2 separate regions of the Mus musculus genome follow, and region 2 is linked to region 1. The links are chromatin contacts, called in public Hi-C maps. All regions are on one chromosome and are shown on one strand. Each heading gives the region's core, a stretch centred on a gene start, on an enhancer-like site or on the middle of the called end of the contact. The rest is flanking DNA. Distances are from core to core; before and after follow the strand shown. Region 1 overlaps Nampt (nicotinamide phosphoribosyltransferase). Region 2 overlaps Atxn7l1 (ataxin 7-like 1).

The links. A called contact is a pair of places that touch in the nucleus more often than the background predicts.
Region 2: a Hi-C map of cortical neurons shows a contact between it and region 1, with 2.1 times the contacts expected there. The contact joins two enhancer-like sites.

The regions. Positions count from the first base shown.
Region 1 is chr12:32,825,127-32,830,355 of GRCm38.p6, forward strand. Nampt (nicotinamide phosphoribosyltransferase) reads left to right here. Exons shown (of 11, transcript NM_021524.2): 2 at 5,041-5,197. It overlaps Gdap10 (ganglioside-induced differentiation-associated-protein 10), which reads left to right. Exons shown (of 1, transcript NR_045032.2): 1 at 1-1,793. Among named protein-coding and RNA genes, the nearest start is that of Gdap10, 3.6 kb to the left of the region's middle. Within about 2 kb of position 3,180, at least 53 of the 459 cell types and tissues checked have an H3K27ac peak or open chromatin away from gene starts, as enhancers often do. A contact at or near this core is called in cortical neurons, where this site is marked.
Region 2 is chr12:33,342,843-33,347,538 of GRCm38.p6, forward strand. It overlaps Atxn7l1 (ataxin 7-like 1), which reads left to right. Exons shown (of 11, transcript NM_001374022.1): 6 at 2,048-2,130; 7 at 2,996-3,246. Among named protein-coding and RNA genes, the nearest start is that of Atxn7l1os2, 50 kb to the right of the region's middle. Within about 2 kb of position 2,434, at least 57 of the 459 cell types and tissues checked have an H3K27ac peak or open chromatin away from gene starts, as enhancers often do. A contact at or near this core is called in cortical neurons, where this site is marked.

The sequences.
Region 1 (5,229 bases), core at 1,930-4,429:
TCCCAGGTCCCTCTAAATTCCTTGGACCTGGATCGACAGAGAGTTGTGGGCTCCCAGGTGGGTGCTGGGAACTGAAGTCCAGTTCTTAATCGCTGAGCCATCTCTCCAGGCCCTGAGACAGCTCACCTTTTCATCAGAAAAGCAGGTGCAGTGAAGGTCTGTTAAAGGCTATATTCACAGGCTCCTGTGTTCCTCACAGAGCTGTTAGCCACCGAGGACCCTGCCAGTTCAAGGAACGATTACTAGTAAGGTTGCCTGGGAATGTGAAGAATTTTCTATTTCTCATAGAATCATTTTATCTAGCAATAGAAATTAAGGCAGTGGACAAATTAACAGGAGTCAAGATCTTCCTTTTCATACACTTAACTGAGCACACGAAACTGATTTAGTGTTGCTTCATGTTGAAGACTGGGCTCTTGATCTTCCCACTTATCCCTCCCATAGTCTTCATTGACTCAATAAACGAACCCTTTATTTGAAAAGAAGCTGAAGTAGGGTTTGAAACATACCTGTGGTTGGTCTGTTACTCACTAGGTAGCCCAGGCTGGCCTTCCAGCTCAAGGTAACCTTCCTGCCTTCCCTGAGTGCTGGCATTTCAGGTGTGTGCCACTACTCCTGGTAAATGGCACCATTGTTAACCCAGTTGCTCAACCAAACTCTAGGAGGTATCCGTGATGTCTCTTTGCTCTCCACATCCAGCTCTAACCCTTCTTTACCTCCAGAAACACTGGGTAGGTCTTTTCCTTATCTGACTTGTGGGCGGTAACTTCTGAATTCCTGACTCTGCTTTGAGCATCCAGTAATCCATGTTTCTCTTTCTGTCTGCAGGACTGATTGTTTTATGCTGGTGTGTGTGTGTGTGTGTGTGTGTGTGTGTGTGTGTGTGTGTGTGTGTGTGAGAGAGAGAGAGAGAGACAGACAGACAGACAGACAGACAGACTTTCAGCTGTGCCATCTATCTTCCCCCAACCCCAGACTGGGAAATTGTGAGGAGGGCTAGGAGTTGTAGCTCAGTGTTAGAGCATGTTCTTACCATATGTAAGAGCCTAGATTCAATTTTCAGCATTAAAAAAAATTCGAATCAGGTTACAGTTACCCTGGCTTAAGACATAGAGGCTTCCATTGCAGTTAATACACAATGGGAGCTCCTTCTCAACCCCTGTGCCTGTGCCTGCGTCTGATCTCTTACCTACAGTTCCAAGGACCAGCAACACAGGCCGTTGTTCTGTACTGTCCCTTAGGCCGAAGAGTTTCCTGTCTTGTCATTGTCTTGTCATTTGAGTCTTGTTCACATGTCATCACCTTGGAGAAATTTCCCTAGGTCCCTTCTGTTCTCTCCTCAACTTTTCATAGCATCCGTCTTAATCTGTAGTTGCTTGGTCTGAGTATTGTTTTTCTCTGATTAGCACTGTGAGAACCAGGACTATGTCAGCCTGTTTTCCTCCCTTGGTGTCTGAAACCGTAAGGCCTGGCACGTAGAACAAACAGGTTGTGAGCTTGTGAATGAACTGACTAGTTAAGGATGAAGCTCACTCACCACTTTAGCTGGAAGTAACGAGGGCAGCAAACTAGTAAGCTAGACCTGTTGACTGTACTCTTGGAGTAATCACTCGGAAACTGCGTAGTACCCGTTAGCCATTGTGTATTCCCATATAACTAGATCTAATCATCCCTGTATTATCCTAATAACAGCATGTTGTGTTCATAGGTTAACAGTTCTCTTTCATGGTTAATTACCTGTCAATTTGCAGACATTTTAAATTCTTAACCTGTTTTCTCTAAAAAAAAAAAAATTTAATTTCTCTTAAGATTGTAAAATATGAGTCGTTTTACTTCAGCCTATGCAACTTTGAAATAATGGCATCTTCCTTAAACATAGGCCACATTCTGTATATTTAGGCAAAAGTGGGTTGTAAAGCACTATAAAAAAGTATCCTAAACAAAGCTTTAAAAATTGAGGCTGTAGACATGGCTCAGCGGTTAAGAGCACTAACTGGCTGCTCTTTTAACGGAGTTAAGTTCCTAGCATCCACGTGGTGACTCAACCCTCTGGTCTGATGCCCTCTTCTGGCCTCCCCAGGCACTGCATGAATGTGGTAACACTCATACACATAAAATAAATAAATGATCTTTTAAAAAAAAAGAAGAAGAAGGGCATTAGTTGTTTTATAGAAGTGTAGCTATGATGGTAAGTTTTATTATACTTTTAGACCCTGGTAGAGCTAAATGACTCAGATATTTCCATTCAACTTTTGTCTCTTTTGACTTAGCCTCGTATATTTTTATGTATGTGGTATGTGTGTGCGTGTTTGCATGCTTCTTGGATATTCTGTTTGTACAGACGTGGTGTATGAACATGTGTGGCAGCCAGAGATTAATGTCTGGTATCTTCCTCAGTTGTTCTCCAAAATAACATTGAAGCGGGGTCTCCCTTGAACTCAGAGCTCAACAGTTCAGTTAGCCCAGCCAGCCAGTTTGTTCTGGGGACCCTGTCGGCACCTCCCAGTGATGGGATTGCAGTCGGGCCACCACTTGCATTTCTGTAAGTGCCAGGCATCCAAATGGTCCTCATGCCTATACAGCAAGTGTTTCCCCACTGACACATCCCTCAGCCTGCCTTACAAATTATAACATCCCATAGGAGCTAGATACACTGCTAAGTAGTATATGGACTACTAAACTCCGGTCAGGGCAGATGCCGTGAGATACTGCTATGACACTGAGTATTATAAAGCATGGTCGGTGTGGTCCAGACCTTTATTTCATTTTCCCTTTTCTTCTACTTCAGCTCCGAGTTACAAGGTTGTAGCTTGGAAGATATTGTGGTTACAAATATCTCGGGTATATTTTAAGTGTGGGTCATCTTTTCCCCAGTAAGCTTAACTATTAACTGAAATGTCATTTATAAATACACTTACCTTGGGCTGTTTGTTTGTTTGTTAGGCTGGCTGGTTGTTGGTTTGCCTGGCTGTAGATTAATGAATGGGTTTAATTACTGTGGTTCTGTTGTAGCTTTCTCCCTTAGTTTTTGTAGCTTTCCTTAAACTGACAGTGGTATCAGGCCACAGGCTCCTGTGCCTTTTATTATGGTTTTCTGCTGTGTCTAAACAGAATGGAACTGTAGGACCCAGGCTCTGAAAGTCCGACTTCTGTAGAGATTTGCCCCCACACAGCTTTGTCTGTGTGCAGCAGAAGGGAGCTGCCAGCCTGCCTCGCTGGGAGGAAGCACAGAGGGTGGTTGTTCGGAAATAACAGTGGAAATGCATTTATTTCAGAGGGCTAATGCTGAGCTACGAAGATTCTTTAGGATAGAGTCGAGCTTCACTGAGAATGAGGCTGTGCAGCCAAAGAAACACTGGCTTTCCTGAACCTGAAATCAAAGCTCTGCAGGAAATTCGGTATCAGCTGTGCTCACCCGTGAAGCTTGGTCCGCCATGGCTGTGACTTACCCTTGTACCTTAAATTCTAAAGTTCCTCTTTCTGTTCTTACCCCTGTGCAAACACACACTTCTCTAGTTGTTTGACAGTAACTTTGTACATTTTCAAATAAATGGCTTATTTAATACAATTAATTGCCTTAGTATGACAAAAACACTATAAAACAAAATTAAAAGTCTAGTGAGTAACTTTTCTTCAAATGGAAGTTAAGTTTTTAACAGTGGCCTTTACCAAATCCATAGAATAAAAGCTGTTAGAAGACTTTCATGTTTTTAAACCTATAACAGTTAAGATCATATAGAAACTTATAGTTAAAAAGCAATGTGAGAAACAACAAAATGGGAGGTTTTGGTTTTGTTTTTAGACGTTTTACTACATTTTATGTTTATGTATGTATAGGGACACGTGTGCCTAGGTGCGCATGTGGAGGTCAGAGAATGACCTGCAGGGATCTCTTCTACCACATGTGTTCCAGGGATGGAACTTAGGTTGTCAGGATTGTTAACAGCAAGTACCTTTATGTACTGAGCTGTCTCGACAACTCCTAAAACAAGCTTTGTATTTGCTTTTCATTATTTTGCTGCTGCTGCTGCTGCTGTTGCTTTAATCCAGGTTTCTGTAGAACAAAATTGTGGCAGTCAAGAACATCCTTGGTGCCTCATAGTTGCAGAAAGAGGTGGGTCACGAGGAGACACTGACTTGACACATAGTATTGGTATAGGTTGGATGTTTTAGATCCAAAACTCAAACATCTTGAGTAGGATGTCCAGGGTCAAGATTCAAAACTTGACCTCATAAAACAAGTCACAGTCAAAATATGGAGGCCAGGAAGATAGCCCAGTCAGTCAAGTGCTCGATGTACAAGCCTGAGACCCGGAGTTTGATCTCTTAATACCTGACATGAAAAGCAAGGCATGTTGGCACCTGCTTACAGTGCCAGTGCTGGCAAAGCAGAGAAAGGGGAGGGCCCCTGAGCTTGCTGGCCAGCTGGTGCAGCAGAATCGATGAGCTCCAGGTTTGATGAGAGGTACTGTCTTAGAAGGGAAGCAGTGAATGCCTGAGGAAGACCCGAAGTCACCTCTGGCCTCCACACACCTGCATGCACATGTGCACACACACCACACAAACATGCACACAGAAATGATAAAAGCATTTTTCATGTAGGCAGGTCTTACCCCCAAATACAAGTACAGTCAAGTATTCCAAAACCCCAAATCTGAAGTGCCCCCAGTCTCAGGCATTTCACCAGAAGCAAACAAGTGCACAGCCTGTGTGCATTTGCTGCCTTGGTCTGTTGGATCGGGTTGTGTACCTCAGACTGCAAGAAAGGCTGCACTCTAAGACCAAGTGGGGTCCTTTCCACCCAAAGGGTTTTAAGCCCACTTAGTATAATCTCCGTCGCTTGTTTGACGGTAAGATGAGGTATCAGTGGAAGGAGTTTGGTGATCTGCTTGTATCTTGCCCTGTGTCACCAGGGTGGGAGGTTGACCCGTAGCAAGTGGAAAAAAAAGTTTCTGATTTGGAAATGATTGGAAGGCTTGTCTGTGGTGCTTTGACTGTACTGGTAGTGTTTCCTAATGGAAGTATTTTTTCTTTATCTAGGTTACTCACTATAAACAATACCCACCCAACACAAGCAAAGTTTATTCCTACTTTGAATGCCGTGAAAAGAAGACAGAAAACTCCAAAGTAAGGAAGGTGAAATACGAGGAAACAGTATTTTATGGGTTGCAGTACATTCTTAATAAGTACTTAAAAGGTATTGCTTTTCCCAGTCCATTTAAAACACTG
Region 2 (4,696 bases), core at 1,184-3,683, 520 kb after region 1:
CTGCTTTCTCCAAATGACCAGAAGCTATGAGTTTCATATGGGTTCTAGGTAATGGTAGCTAGGAAGAACAGAGAAAGCCATCCTTGAGAGAGAAAGGGGGGGGATTTATCTTTTGCTTCAGGCATGGTTTGTAAGCACCCATGGTGTGAGTAATTTTTTTTTATTCTACTTCATATTTAATTGGATTTTTGCCTTATATTTGTATTTAAAAATTATATTTAAAAGTACTTGGGCCTACCCAAAAGCATTTAAACGAAACAGCCCCACACCTCTCTCCATGGCCTGTACGTCCACAATGGCAGTAAAGGGAGAACGTGATGAGGCTTCATGTTATGGAATATGTCCATCCCAGGGTGTGTAGGGGGGAGGGGGTCAGCCTGGAGTGTGTCCATCCCAGGGTGTGTAGGGAGGAGGGGGTCAGCCTGGGAAGTGCACAGAGGCTGTGAGTTCGCTGCAATAATAATACCGTGGCTTCTTCCAGCCTATACCTTAAACTGAAGTGTGGTGGGGGGGGGAATTTGTGTTTTGTGGGTTATCTTGTCTCAATGGGTCCTTTGCTGGTTTCTACCTCTCTCACACCTTCAACAGCCAACTCCTGCCCCTAGTCAAAACCCCATTCAGTTCCAACCTGAGGGGCTGGCGAGTGTCTGGGCACAGGCCTAACTCCAGTAGACCCAACTGAAAGACCTCAACCGCAGGCCTGACACCCACTCACTCACTGCCTGCTGGACAGAACTCTCTGCGGAGGAAGGAAGGGGGCATTTTGATGGCCCTGGTGGGAGGACAGCTTGTACACAGCATCCCAGCTTCCTTTGCAACATCCTCCTGATCCCCCAGACTTGAATGTAGAACATTTATTTATTATGCTTTGAGTTTACACCAGCAAATGCTGACAGTTTCTGGCCTAGGAACTCTCTTCAGTTTGCTGCCGTCAAGGCCCTTACAGACACCTCACATTTCTAGAGACCTGGCACCCTTCCTAATCACCCCCTCTTCACCATTAAACATTGCCACCCTTCATGCCCAGAGAGCTGTGGGAATATCTGCTCTGCAGGACTCAGGTGTCTGCTGGTGCCTACCAGAGACAGCACTGAGCTTCAGAAGCCCGGGGCTCCCTGAAAGGTTGCCACACATTCCCGTACTGTGCAGGTGTGGTTAAGCATTTTGAGTAATTCCCAAAGAGATGAAGAGGCTGGAGGCATCAGAAGGACAGTTAGCAGTCACTTCCCTGGAAGCAATCAACACTCAGGCAGTGAGGAGGAAGTGGAGAAAGCTCTCCTTCCCTCAGTCATCCTTCATCTCCCAAGCCAGTGTGTCCTGTCTGATCCTCCTGTGGAGCGTCTGGACCGGGGCTACAGGCAAAGTGAGGTGTAAGGTTAGCAGCCTGTGTTCCTTGTGCCTTCAAGTTCAGCCCCACAGAGGAGTACAGCCACGCTTTTTCCTGCCCCTGCCGGAGGCACTGCCAATTCCAGGTCAGGGAAATGACTTATCTATGAGGCTGCGTGGAAAGCCTTCACCAAGGGCTTCGTAAAGCATAGGAAAGGCCACCCTGACAAGTCAGTGAACATGCTCCCACTTAAATGGATAAACCAGGAAGGCAGAGGTGGGGCTGGGGACATGAATGGATTTCTCCAGGCAGCCGTCAAAGAAAGCAGGCATCCTTAGGACTCCAGTGGCGCTTTCTGCTCTGCAGCCACTATGCCCAGAGCACCAAGGACCTGTGGGACTATTTTAAATAAAATAAAGTATTTGCAAACTGCATGGTCCTACTGTCCTGCCCTCTGCTCTCACCCTGTCCCCTATGCCGCCCTGAATCAGACTCAGAAAGTCTGGGTTCAGAGTGCAGCATTGATTTCCCCGAGTGGTTCTCGAAACATTTTAGCAGCTGGTTGGGGGAAGAGAAAAAGAAGAAGAAGAAAAAAAAAATCGCCTGACAACGTCACACTTGTTGGTGGATATGTGCATTTAAAAAAAAAATGTAGTCTTAATGCCAAATCCTATTTAGTCTCCTTTTTTTTCTTACATTTTTGTTTGTTTCTTAAACCAGAGAGAGAATTTGACCCAAATAAACACTGTGGAGTATTGGATCCCGAGACAAAGAAACCTTGCACAAGATCCCTCACCTGCAAGGTATTTCTCTTTCCATAAAAAAATACTTCCTGCTCTTGCTGGGGCCTTTGTCGAAATGTTTGCATGCCACTCTCTGCACACGGCAGGGTGTGGAACCTCGACATGACCTCCAGCTGTTCTTTGTAAGGGAAATGGCTTTCTTCTCTGTCCACGGTAGCATAGTGCCTGCCTCAATCTGTCTGGCTTTTTAAGGGGAAGAGAGAGAGAGGGAAAAAAAAACACCCTAGGCTTCCCGTGTTACTTGGGAGGCCAGACAGTAAATTGTATTTATAGGCACTCACAGGCGGTTCTAAAGCCTGCTACGTTTTAATGTATGCAGGAGCGGCGGCGGCGGCGGCAGCGCCCAGAAAGGCAGCCCGGAGGGGAGGATGAGATACTGCGCTCTGATCTAGCTACTCGGGGTGACCAGGGGACAGGCGGACCCCAGGCCACCGCTACGGGGTAGCCTCAAGCCCCAGGTTTCCTCCTGTCCTTCTAGTGCCTCTTTGGACCCAGGCTCTGCCCTCTCTGCCTGGTGGCCCTGAATGCATGGGCCAACTGGAGCCTCCTACCCACATCTGGATTGACTTTAGCTTTCCCTCGCGGGTGACTTTCATCCGAGGCTGTCCTGGGTTCTGCACAGAAGCTATCTCATGCCATTTGTCTGGAGGAAGCCTTGGCTTCTTGACACCTGGAGTGTAGGGCATGGTTGCATTCGAGCGGTCTCTGCCTCTTCCCAGCCTCAGAACAGGAGCTGTTGTCTTGAAGTTGACTTTTTCAAGCACCTTTAAATGCCTATGGTTGCAATTTCGGAAATGCAGGCCGTGGGGAAGCAGGTGTATGTGCTGATCAAAGAGGCTGTGCTGCTCATGTCTCTTCTCCTTAGACACACTCGCTGAGCCATCGGAGAGCAGTCCCAGGCCGGAAAAAGCAATTTGACCTCCTCCTGGCGGAGCACAAAGCCAAGTCCCGGGAGAAAGAAGTGAAAGAGCACCTTCTGACTTCCGCTAGGGAGATACTTCCGAACCCTCCTGGACCCTCGCCTGATGCTCCGCAAGCATCTTCCGGGAGCACGGTGGCAGAGCCGAAAGTAGCATCCCCACCAAAATCCAGGCCACTCAACTCTGTACTTCCCAGGTAAGTCGGCATGGGCCTCGAAGCAGCCCCAGCCCCCCTCAGTCCAGGCCCTCTTCCTTGCCAGCTGTTTTGTGTGTGGCCTGCCGGTTCTTTGAGGAGATATTTTACCCCAACCTTCTAAGGCTCTGTGAAGTTTAAATACGATCCTGCGCCTAAGGGGCTCAGCCCCGATGCCTGCCACATGGTGTAGTCGTCAGCCTTCCTAGCAGACCTTTTTATCAGACTGTGTGTTTTTACAGAGCCAGAGTGGGCTGGAAATAAACGCTGGAAGATTGGCACTTCAACCACCAGGCGACTTCCAGGCTGCCTGCGTTTTATGTTATTTGGAGACTCCTGGGGCAGAAAGGGAAAGCCTGGGTAGATAAGTAGTTAGAATATCTTATAAGCTCCCGGGGACCTCTTGTCACTTGTCACATGGTCTTATGACTTATTTCCACCACTTCCCTATGGTCAGGATGAAGGGCACGCTGGTGCTGTTGACGGCAACCCACCTGTTTGGGGTTTTATTTGGTTGCACTGAATGCGAAGGAAAAAAACCACGAAACAGAATTACAATCCATTTGGATTAAAAAAAAAAAAAACACTTTAAGATCTGTGAATGTTTGTTTTGGTGGGCAGGAGACCAATTTCCAGGTAACAGGAGTTGAACAAACCATACGCATACCAAAGTGTTATGAAGGGCTTGCTCCAGATGCAAGGCGCTGTCAGGCAAGGGCAGAGGAAAAAATGCAACCGGCCTCTGCTTTCCAAAAATCTAGAGTTCGGAAACCAGAGAAGATTCAAATGTCCATACTCGGCATATTAAGGAGATAATAAAATCCAGCAAGTATAAATATTGGTATTATCTGATTTTTTTTTTTAATGCATGGATGGGTCCCAGAGGGTCATTGTTCAACCAGCAAACCAGCTTTGAGAGACTATCTATAGAAAAGAGCAGGGAGTTGTTGGCTTTTAAAGCAAAAGTCTGTTTGGTAGCAGTTGCTCATGATCCTCTACCTGTTGCAGTTTGAGGCAAAGTGGTTCCAGTCCCACAGCAGAATCCAGCTGTGGTTAGAGTCAAGTTCAGCCTCAGGCGCTCAGGAGCAGAGAGCCATACCTGTTAGTATAAGGTCCTGGGATAACGGCCACCGTCACACCTTTCCATCCCTGTAGGCACGTGTGCTGTTGCAACCCACCTTTCCATCGCTGGACACATGTGTGTTGTTGCAACCCCCTTTTTTGCAAGAGCATTTTATAATTACTTCTCACTGTCATGCCAGCTATTGGCCAAAGGTGCCACCCTTGTTTTAGAGTCGAGAAGACAATTCCATTCCAAACTTCTGGACTTCAGTATTAATAGGCAGTAGCCCCCCATTCTCCAAGACCCTTTTTAGATGCTTGAAATTCAGGTAAAACCAGCCCTTGTATATACTGTGTTTTCTCCTATACGTTTTCCTATGATAAAATTTAA